2 separate regions of the Mus musculus genome follow, and region 1 is linked to region 2. A link is a contact called in public promoter capture Hi-C data. All regions are on one chromosome and are shown on one strand. The core of a region is the stretch at or near the end of the contact, and the rest is flanking DNA. Distances in the headings are between cores, read along the strand shown. Region 1 holds the start of C2cd5 (C2 calcium-dependent domain containing 5). Region 2 holds the start of Kcnj8 (potassium inwardly-rectifying channel, subfamily J, member 8).

The links. Promoter capture Hi-C pulls out the DNA fragments that hold promoters and counts their contacts.
Region 1: a promoter capture Hi-C map of liver shows a contact between it and region 2, with 2.8 times the contacts expected there. The contact joins the promoter of C2cd5 here to the promoter of Kcnj8 in region 2. A contact is called at or near these places in 1 of 39 promoter capture datasets (liver), 1 of 484 Hi-C or Micro-C datasets (embryonic stem cells) and 1 of 115 datasets of contacts at active chromatin or transcription factors (memory CD8 T cells).

Annotation. Positions count from the first base shown.
Region 1 is chr6:143,097,554-143,103,078 of GRCm38.p6, forward strand. It overlaps C2cd5 (C2 calcium-dependent domain containing 5), which reads right to left and starts at 2,599. Exons shown (of 29, transcript NM_001362113.1): 1 at 2,380-2,599; 2 at 2,125-2,243. The coding sequence starts at 2,214.
Region 2 is chr6:142,569,773-142,575,912 of GRCm38.p6, forward strand. It overlaps Kcnj8 (potassium inwardly-rectifying channel, subfamily J, member 8), which reads right to left and starts at 1,842. Exons shown (of 3, transcript NM_008428.5): 1 at 1,412-1,842; 2 at 234-681. The coding sequence starts at 607.

The DNA of each region.
Region 1 (5,525 bases), core at 1,349-3,848, 530 kb after region 2:
TGGGCAGGAGACAGGCAAGGGTTTCGGCTCCTGGGCTTGGAGTCTGAGGAGAGACTACAAGGACAGGGTGAGGAAGAAAAAGATGGAGAGAGAGTATTCCCATGCCATGGGGTAAGAATCTTGAATCGTGGCCATGAGGGCTGGCCAGTTTTAATTAAGAACAGCCCAAATGGGACATAGCAAGTCATATTGTGGAGTTACTGGCAGGGAAGTAAACATAACAGCTTAGAGGGTAGGTATGGTGTAAAGTGCTGATTAAGGCTTATTATAAATATAAAGGTTGTATGTCTTATCTTAGAACTGAACGATCAAAGGTGGGATAAAAAGCCCCAATTGAGATTAAATAGTTTCTACAGCAGCTTGTTTTAGAAAACCAGATGGCCAGTAGCACTGAAGATCTGCAATGACAAAGCTCAGAACTACACAACTGTCTTCCCATGGGAAATTCTTACCCACGGGAGACATCCCATTCCGTAGTCCACACCAATCTTCTCACCATCTACCTCACTTGATCATTTCCCCAAATGTGGCTCTGACTACTCCCCTTCCCGTCACTAAAAGACATCACCTGCATGCTCCTACACTCCTGTAACACACCAGCCTCCTCCAGCTTCTCCTCTGCCTCCTCACCCTTTTACACAGACACAGGCTACAGGCTCTCAGGAGCTAATGTCTCTCATCCAACAGGCGTTGCTTGACACTGACCTCACAACCTAAAAATGGTGATCTTTACCACTTTCTAGTGCATTTTTTTATGGCACCCATAACAATTTTTTCCTAATTTGCATTATCTACTTCGTAAATTCTGTACTTTTAAAATGTCTTAGTCACCAAAACAAAAGTTCCTTAAAATCAGAAACCAAATTCACCTTGTTCATCATTATACATACATCAACTAAACCAGAATAGCACAGGGCCTAGCAAACAACCATCATTCAAAAATAACATTCAGCACCTTGTCTAGAGAGGTGGGAAAGTTATAATAGAAGAGACTGCTGCTAGGCTGTGGAGATTTACAAGGTAGATCATCGAAGCACATTATTTCTGCCCCTAGGAATCCACTGCCTAACCTGTAAGATGAGGATATGGCTCCTAGTTAGCTTTGCTGTAAAAACTAAGGATTCAAAAGTACAAAACACAAATATCTCAATAATGAAGCTCAATACATATTAGATATTAATATCAGCTGTGTGGATTACTCTCCAGGCTGCCTGAAAGGCAGTACAACTTCAGTTATCATTAGATCTCTGTTGACATCTGGCCCAGGAGCAAACTGCTTTGGGTTTTGTTTTTTGTTTTTTGTTTTTTTTTTTGGGGGGGGGGGGTTAGTTTGGTTTGTGTTTGTTTGTTTCAATAAAAGATGAAGTTGAACTCAACAAATGCCATAAAAATAAATAAAATAAAAAATACAGTGAATTGCAGTTAATTAGGTTCTGGAACGTTTAAGAATATATTGAGTATAAGTATACTGTCATATGTCTTTGAACCCTAAGCATTAATAGCCCAAATGATTATTGCTCTAATGGTCTGCCTCATTATGTCAACTTTTATTACAATTTCTCCTTGGCTTCTTTCAGGTTGTGAGTTATTAACTTCCGGACAGTAGGCCTGTGCTAATTTGCATGACTTTTAAACTAATCATTAGACTTAAAGAGCAATTTTGCAATTGAAACCCATGGCACTTAATTGACTTCCTACCTCGAGGCAATAAATTACCCTGAAACAGCTCACCTCCCTACCAGTCTACACAAGGGCAGCTTTAGTGCTGCTGTTGTGTGTGACTTGCACTGATGATTCAGACGGTGTTGGGGTACGGGTTGGATGTAGTCGCACCGTGGGGCTGTGGGTGTCCCCAGAGGGCTGGCTGCGTGGACTTGCTGCAGCAATGGCCCTTAACCTCCTAACCGCAAACGAGGTCGTGGCGAGCGTCTCCGCTGCCACGCCTCGGACCGGCAGGTGGTCGGACCGACGCCCTGACCGCGAGCTTGGCAGCGGGACGTGTCCAGGACCGATGGCCACATCTCACGGGCTGGGGGCGGGCGGGCATCCCTCCACGGAGCCGGGGACCGCGGGAAGGGCAGGGCTCGGCGCCCCGTGCTCTGGGGGGCAGGACCAGGAACCAACCTCCACGAAGGCATCCGTCAGGTCACTGGCACGGTCCATCACCGGCAAATGGCGACCGGCCACAATTTTCACCTTCAGCTTCCCCGGCATCACGGCGGCTTCGGCCTCTCCTAGGATTCCTGCAGAAACAAACAAGCGAGTCTGCGCCGAGCGAGCGAGCGAGCGCGAGCCCGGGGGGGGGGGGCGCGGGGGCGCGCGGAGAGGCGTCGGGAGCGCGCGCCAACTGACAGCGGAGGGCGCGCGCGCCGCACTCACGCTCTGAGCAGGAACCGAGTCGTCCCGCGCGGCCACCGAGGCCTCATTCCGGAGAAGCAGCCGGAGGAAGGGCGCCGGCCAGCCGTGCTGCCCTACCCCTGACGTGCTGCAGAGAGCCGCCAAGTCCAGTCAGCATCCCGCAAAGCAGGCACCGCGCCCACCCACCTTTCTCCTCCCACCTTCCAAAAATGGCGGCTCGAGGGGCGGGAGCGATCGATCTCTCGGTGCTCTGCCCTGCGGCGGGGCCGATTTGAATTCGCGGGGCCATGGGAGAGGGGCGGGGCTGAGCTGGAGAGCAGGGGAACCGGTCGAGCCCTGCATCATCTACCCAGCCTCGGGTCGGTTAGGTGCAGGAGCCGTGCTGAGGACACGCTCCAGCGCTCTGGGCACCCGGCGCTGGTGACAACCCAGCCGCGCTTCATTTTGTTGGCCCTTGGACAGACTGCTGCTGCCAAGCATACTAGAGGAGTCTACTTTTAGTGTTTCCTGAGACGGCCACCAGGAAGGGGTACTGATGCGAGTAGTGGTTTTCTATGAATTTCAGTAAGAATCCTCTGGTTAGAGTCAGGTGTGGGGACGCACACCTGTCAACCCAGAACTTGGAAAGTGGAGGCAGGAGGATTGCATCGAGTTCTTAGCCAGCCTGGGCAACAGACGAAAAGTTTGGCTCAAAAAAGAAAAAAAAAAAAAAAAAAAAAAAAAAAAAAAAAAAAAAAAGGAAAAGGGACAAAAAATTACACACACGCATCTCAGCTAGTGAAAATAAATATTATTTCTTCAAAGACTTATTTCAGTCACAGGCAATTGTACTGTGTACTGGGTTATAGATGGCACTTCACACTTCCTTATGTCAGTGTGAACTTTGTGTGTCAGTGTGAACTTTCTTTTTTGAGGCAACATCTTGCCTGCTGGCCTCTCCTTGGTATGCAGCCCAGGCTGGCTTTGAATGTGGCAGTCTTCCTGGTGTATTGTCACAAGTGCTAAGGTGATGGGTTTGTGCCTGCACATCCAGCTCTCTAAGTATTAAGCATTCACACGCCTAAAGGAAAGGTCTACAGTGCTGGCTAAAAGTCAGCAAGAAACGAACCTCCAGCGGTACATGTAGTCAGTGTGAGAAATGAGCCCGAAGAAGACCTCACTAGGTCTCTGTAAATTGACCCCACTCTAGATACATCATGAGCCTGTCAAAGTGGGGTATTAGATACTGCTTCAGACTATCAGAAAATGATTGGGGTTGAAGCCCACACACAGGATGGAACAAGAGCACTTCCTACACTATGGCAAACCCAGCATTGGCAATACACTCTGTAGTAAATACTGAAATCAACACTGAAAATGCCAGTGGGAAAAAAATCACAGCACTGAATTTATCAGGAATGGAAAATTCCTAAATGAAGATATCAGCATGGTCTTTTTAACTTCAAAAATACTAAAACAGGATAGAAAAATTACTTGAAGTGGTAATGAACCAGAAACGCCCTTTCAAAAAGAGTCCTCCTGAGAAAGGAATTTTGCCCATGGGCAAAACTGAATTCTTCCAAAGAAAATGTCCTGCTCAAAAGAAGAAAAAGAATAAGTAAAAGATACATTGTTGCATACTGTTTGGACTAGAGAAATTTCCATCCTTGTCAGTAACAATAAGATCACAATCTCACATAATTTCCTTGGACCCACCTGTAGCTTTTTCCTAAGCACCTAAACTATCCTTGCTGAATTCAAGGGTCTACTACAAATCAGTCCATGTTCTTTACATTGTTTTCCCCTTCACTGAACCATTTTATTTAATAAACCATTTTTTAATGAAATCTATATCTAAGATTGTTCTCTCTGCATCTTCTCAACTGTTCCTCATCCTGCTTGGCGGTAGTCTTTGCAGTTTTTGGTCTGATGATAAACTCCTTGCTGAGGTAAATGCCCACACGGACATGTGGGCCGCTGGCCTTTTCTGCTGTCAATTGTGGATGACATTTCCTGTAAACCTGGACTGTCTTGCCAATCAGCTGACCTTTTAAGTGTCCTCACACAACCTGAACTTCATCCTTTGGGATACACAGAGATCAAGCCCCTGCCTCAGATCTTTGGAAAGGGGGATAGAGATGTTGAAATCCCTTTCCCATCGCTCCAGTTAGAAAGAGCTGAAAATAGTGACACGTGTCTTTAATTCCCAGCCCCAGAAAGGCAGAGGAAGGTAGATCTCTGAGTTCAAAGCCAGTCTGGTCTACATTGCAAGTTCCACTTAGGTCAGAGTTACACAGTGAGAAACCGTCTGTCCCTGCAGCTCCCTCCCCACCAGAAAAGAAATTTGCAAAAGTCCTTCAGTTTGTCAGTCACCCACTAGCAATGGTGCCCGAAGACCAGAGCTGCCTTATTATACGGATGGCGGGATAGAGATAGCTTTTTCTAAGGAAAATATATTGCCTTGTTACCAATTCCTCTTTTAAAGTATAAATGCAAAGACCGGAAGAGGGACTGCCGAAACTTCAGGCCCAACCTGGGCTACAGAGTGAGACTCTGTCTCTGAAAAGAAGAAGGCAAGAGTCTGGGGATGTAGCTCAATGGCCAAGCACTTGCTTAGCACAGGAGCCTTTGGGTTCAATCTGCAGAACCACAAACAACAACAACAAACCAAAAAGAGATACAGGAAAATGCAAGAAAACTGAGGCTGAGCGATAATTTTTAATGGGACATAATTCACAGAGTTACAAGGTGTTGTGATGTAGAAAATATTTGCAAATTGTACAATTAGAGGTTAGCAGGCTCAGCCTCCTAATTAGTGGACCTCCTAATAAAGTGCTTGTGCATACCTGCTGCCCGAGGCATCAACAACAGGAGATTATAATTAAGATGCTTCCTGAAGACTTTTAGTGGAGTTAAGCCTGGCTTCAGCTTAACCGGTTCCTAGTAATTGGACTCGTTTGTTTTAATTAATGCTGGGAACAGTGCTTACTTTCCTGACAAATAAATCATGAGATGACCCCCTGATTAGCATCTTCGGCTTCATAGGCTGCCTTTCTTCTTGCAGATTAGTTTTGAAATAAAAGCTAGTATGTACTACCTGTTTCCTGCATGCTAGACCACCACGTTCAGAACTGGATCGCTTTTCCTGTTTCGCTAAAAATCCCGTGAGGAAAGCGAACCCTGCTGAG
Region 2 (6,140 bases), core at 592-3,091:
GAGTCAGGAATTCTTTGAACCCATCCAAGGTCAGCACAAAGAAGCAGTCGCACATTCTCAGAAACCTGTTGGTAAAACTACATTTACAAAGACTTTAATGTGCTAACTTCAACCCTGCACCCTGTATTTGCTTTTTGTTTCTGAACTGCCCAATGAAGACCCTTTATTTCACAATCGACTAGCTGAAAGAGCTTTTTATTTCTACTTTGCTGGTAACTCCATTTCATTCTTACCTGACATTGGTCACACAGACAGCGGACTCCAGGCCACTCTTCTCCATGGTGCCTTTCTCCATGTAAGCATAGATGTCCCCGTGGGCGAAGGCCACCAGCCACCACATGATAGCGAAGAGCAGCCAGCTGCAGAGGAAGGACATGGTGAAGATGACCAGCGTGTGACGCCACTTCAGGTCTACCAAGGTGGTGAAGATGTCCTGCAGGAAGCGACCTTGCTCTCGGATGTTCTTGTGTGCCAGGTTGCAGGCTCCGCTCTTGGCGATGAAGCGGGCTTTGGGGAGACGGTCGCGGATGCGCGGTTTGCGCAGGTTCTCCGCTGCGATGCGCGCCAGCACATACTCCTCCGGGATGATGCTCTTCCTGGCCAACATCTTCCTTTCACCATAGCCCGCCTATGCACCTGCCTGAACCTGTGGCTCCTTTCCTCCACACGCGTCCTCCTAGACTAGAGAAACGCTTATTAAAAACTGTCAACTTCATTTCCTCGTCTCAGGTATCTGTACAAAGGGATGCTGTTTTACACACATATTAAATTAAAGATGTGATCAATACAAAAGAGAACCCACTTTGTGTCTGAGGTCTGGGATCCCAGAGAAAACTTTTGATCAGAACCGGAGGAATCCCCCCCCCCCTCTCTCTCTCTCCTCCCTGCTCACTCTTGGAAATAACCGCTATAAGCAAATCTTTAAGCATTTTCTGTATATTCTTTTGTGTCTCGGGATTAGTCAGGCAAGCCTGAGGACGAAAATTAAAGGCCAAGTGGGTTCACTATCTACTTGCTAAACTATTTAGATAAAGTAGCAAGGTTAAAAGGAAAGATGGAGGGATTCTTTTAGTAGCAGCGAAGAAAACTGCTTCCTGTTCATTAAGAAAATATTAACTGTAATTAAAAGATACCAAACATTGCGTTTTCGAACTTGAAAATGATTGATATTAAATTGGAAGGATTTACGAGATGCGTTTTAAAAGGCAGCCAGACTCCCCGCCCCTCCCTCTGAACCTATATCATACTATATGCTGGAAAGTAATTTGCGACGCGGGGATTAGAGACACTGCTGAGGTCTGCAGTGGATTTGCACAGCTCGAGCCAATCTGGGTACACCTTGACTGTTTGGCTTTGGGCTGCGCTATAGCCGGCTTCCCCTCCTCTCCCCGGGAGGCGCGATGCAACTTACAGACTCGGGTTTGCGCTCCCGGCTGCGGCTTGAGCTCCGCACAGGGCGGGCTGGTCCCAGGCTCTCGCATCCCGGGAGCAGAGACCTCCCGAAGTGCAGATCCGGGGGATGTTGGTCCTCCAGAACTGAGTTAAGACTCTAGAAGGTGCGATCCATAGTGCACGCGGGGAGGAGGGCTGGAAGATGAGGGTTGGGTTTGGCTTCCCCCCTCCTGCTGCCGGGCCACGGGGAGGGCGGGGTAGGAGCTGGGGATAGAGGTGCTAGTGGCCATGCTCCGCCAGCTCCTCAGCCGCCTAGCTGGGGCCAGACCTCCGAGCGAGCCGGGGAAAGTGGAGGCGGAGGCCAGTCGGGGGAGCCGGGGAGGCAGGGAGCCGGCCAGAAGGGAGGGACCACCGGGGGAGGAGGCACCAGCCGAGCCAGCTCGGTTCCCAGTAGCCCGGATTCTGCTGCCAGACCGGCACACACATCTTTAAAAGGCTCGCTGCTCAGAGAACTTTCTGAGCCCAAGTTCACTGACGCAAAGAGATTTTAATTTATTATTTTTTAAAGTGTAACTTGCGGGGGGGGGGTATCACTGGGTTACTTCAGATGAAATAAAACCAGATAGAGAGAGTGTAGGTGTTTTGGGTGGGGTGATTGTGGGGTGAGCGTGGGGTGAGGGTGGGGTCCCTGCCCTGAACTTGTAAATCTATTCGTGTTAGAATATAGAGGGGTGGGAGGGCTGAAATCCTTTCGGAAAAAAAACCGATTTCACCAACTAAGACCAGTTTTCAGGCACTTAAAGTCACACAAAAGAAACAAAAAGGGAAACAAAGATAGAGACTAACAACAAAAACACCATCAACAGTCTCTTCCAATAAAGAAAATTTACACCCAGCAGGACGGCTAAGCAAAGTCCAGCACCACACCTGCCTTCGGGGCAGGCAGGCGCAGTCGCGGCTCCGTTTTGACTCTTGGCCGCAGGCCTCTCCCTCCAGTCTAGATCGTAAGAATGATAAGACTGCTCACTTGCGCACAAGAAAGATTATACAGTAAATGTCTTTCTATAGCTTTTGAGAAGGAGCGGGGGTGGGGGTGGGGGAACAAATGTGCTTTTTTTCCCCCCCGCCGGTCATCCTGCTTTTGGCGTTTGTATTAATGGAAACTTTAATTCTTGGAAATTTTATGTTTTCCAAGACTTGAGGGTCGGGAGTATCCGAAGTATAAACAGCATGTTAATTTACTAGAAAGACCTAAAATTAGTCTTTAATGAAGGAAAATGAAGAGCCCCCCTTCCCTTTTTCCACTGTGGGTAGATCTGCTTAACCCCTTGCATTCTGGAGGGCCTGTCCTGTCAGTGAGATTCTTTTTGTTTCCTTTGTTTTCTGCAGTAATTCATGTTGTAGCCTCATAGCAGCCATGCAGACAACATTTGTGCTGTGAGTTCTGCCACTGAAATACAGTTTGAAGTGCACCTTGCTGTGCAATTTACTGTCTACTAATTTAACACCAAAAACATTAAACTCTTTTTTTTTTTTTTTTCAGAAGACAGGGTTTCACATATTCTGAGTTGGCCTCGAACTTGCTGTGTAGCCTATGGTGACCCTGAACTTCTAATCCTCCTGCCTATCTTCCTTGTGCTGGGATCGTAGGTGTGTGCCATCATGTCTGGGGTTTGTTTTGTTTTGTTTAAGACCTTGTGCATAGACAACCACTCTACCAACTGAACTACACGGCTACTCCTCTGTGCTTATGTGATTTCATTGCTGTCCTTTGAAACAGGAAGTTGTTATGAAACCCAGGCAGACTGATAGTTTACTATGTAGCCCAGACACGATTCACATTCAAGGCAGTCCTCCTGACTCAACCTCGTGAGTGCTGGGATTAAAGTATCCAACTACTATGCCTGGTTATTAAACATGTAGTTTGTGTTTAGATAGCTAGGGATGTATAATCTGTGCCAGTGTTGATGATCTTAAGAGACAGACAGTGCTGGCAGAGATGTGATGTTGCTAAGATCTGACGCAATAAAGGACATAAACAAAACAGGAAAGGAGGAGCTGGAGAGATGACTCAGTCGTGAAGAGCACTGAATGCTCTTCGGGAGGACTAGGGTTCAATTCCCAGGACCCACAGGGTAGCTCACAACCTTCTGCAACTCCAGTTCCAGGGAAGTTAATGTCTACTTCTTACCTCTGTAGGCATCAGGCACACACTGGGTGCAAAGACATACATACAGCCAAAACAAAAACAAAAAAACAAAACAAACAAACAAAAAAACCCCACAGAAAATAAATGATAAAAATGTTAAATGTTAAATAAATAAAAAAAAAAATACAAAGCATGCCATGGTAATGGAGTCCCAAGCAGTGAAAACTCACATACCAGGGGAAGATTTGTGAATTGTTTGGTATCCAATCTAGTAGTTGAAAAACTTGATCTATTTGGAATATATTGAAAAGTAGGGGGTAAAATAAAAAAGGCATTCCATAGACAAGCAGACAGCCATGAAATGTGGGCAAGAGCCTTGGCACAGCAGAAATGAATCTAACCAGCATCCGGGAAGCACCCGTAAACCAGCAGGTGACAGGTCGCGTGCTATATTCCTTAGGCAGCCAGCTTTCTTAGCATGGACATAGTTGCTCCTGTCAAGTGAGTATCTTCCAGGTTCTTTGTAGGCACTATAAGCTATTATTTAGGAATAGAGTTTGCTGGTTACATTTCAATGTCAAGATGACTGGATTTAGAAACAGCTAGGGGGGCACATCTGTGGTTGTGGTTGTGAGCCAAGGAGGGAAGACTCATGCAGAATATGGACGGTATCTCAGCAGCTGGGCTCCAAAGCAAAGAAAGAAGAAAGGAGAACGTGAGCTGATCACCAGCATCCAGGTCCTCTGCTTCCTTCCCTCCGCCGAGATGAGACGGGGTCCATGTTCCCTAAACCGTAATCCCAAACCCCTCCCTCCACACAATGCTTCGCAGGTATTTCATTTCAGCAACATGAGAAAGAATGAATACAGGGAGGTTCCTGAAGTTCTTACTCTCTAAAGAAATAAAGCTTGTCAGGTGCTTTCAGACACAGGAGTGCATGCGTGCGTGCGTGCGTGCATGTATGTGCGTGCATGAGTGTGTGTGTGTGTGTGTGTGTGTGTGTGTGCATGCATGAGTGTGTGTGTGTGTGTGTGTGTGTGTGCATGCATGAGTGTGTGTGTGTGTGTGTGTGTGCATGCATGAGTGTGTGTGTGTGTGTGTGCATGCATGAGTGTGTGTGTGTGTGTGTGTGTGCATGCATGAGTGTGTGTGTGTGTGTGTGTGCATGCATGAGTGTGTGTGTGTGTGTGTGTGCATGCATGAGTGTGTGTGTGTGTGTGCATGCATGAGTGTGTGTGTGTGTGTGTGTGCATGCATGAGTGTGTGTGTGTGTGTGTGTGTGCATGCATGAGTGTGTGTGTGTGTGTGCATGCATGAGTGTGTGTGTGTGTGTGCATGCATGAGTGTGTGTGTATGTGTGTGTGTGTGTGTGCATGCATGAGTGTGTGTGTGTGAGTGTGTGTGTGTGTGCATGCATGAGTGTGTGTGTGTGTGTGTGTGCATGCATGAGTGTGTGTGTGTGTGTGCATGCATGAGTGTGCGTGCATGAGTGTGTGTGTGTGTGTGTGTGTGTGCATGCATGAGTGTGTGTGTGTATGTGTGTGTGTGTGTGCGCATGCATGAGTGTGTGTGTGTGTGTGTGTGTGTGTGTGTGTGTGTGCGCATGCATGAGTGTGTGTGTGTGTGTGTGTGTGTGTGTGTGTGTGTGTGTGTGTGAGGCCGATGTCTTTTTCAATTGTCTGCTGTTTTGATTACCCAATGGAGACTGGAGAGGCCCTGGAAAGGACTTCCGAGAGGCAGGGTGGGGCCTTCGTGTCTGATGGCTTTTTGACTTGACTTGACTTGTGAGTTTTCAACTCTTAGGCATCAGGACTTAGAAAATCTTCCAGAGGAGCACTCACGTCAACAGCAGGGATGACGGTTGGCCTCATTTCTTGGTGTGCTTCTTTATTCATGTCCTCATCTAAACCCCTTGGGGACATGCTGCTTTGGAATCAGTTTAATCAAACATTACATAAACTAGAAATCAAAACAACATGTTAGAAACTCACTTTCAGAGTGTTATCATCAATCGAGAATGATAGGTTAACTCTTCACAGTTATCTGTTTTATGGAGTTCAGAAAATCTTTCTTTTTGAGCTAAGTTTGTGTGTGTGTGTGTGTGTGTGTGTGTGTGTGTGTGTGTGGTGTATACACATATATAATAAGGAGTTCAGAAAATATTTCTTTTTGAGTTAGGTGTGTGTGGTATGTATACACACATATAATAAATATTTCTCTTCTTTTAATTAGGTCATTTGTTTTGTCAAAGCGATCCATCAGAATTGCAAATTAAAAGGACTTATCTCCAACTTGTGCATTCAACTCAAGACAGAGTATGGGTCCAGAGAGCCATGATGGGAGATAGTTAAGGAAAATCAATCCCTTTTATTTGCATCTAAGTGGATAAAACAAACTCTGCTCTTTCCTATCATGCAGGAAAAAAATAGATTACATATTATGAAACGTAACTGTTTATGAACAATCAGCCTGGGTCAGGCAGGATGGTGGCCTTCAACTAAAAAGACTAAAATTCAGTCCCTGGATTTCGTGTAAAAAGCATAGCTGTGCTGGCATTTATGTAATCCTAGCACTACAGCATAAGAACCCCTGGGGTTGC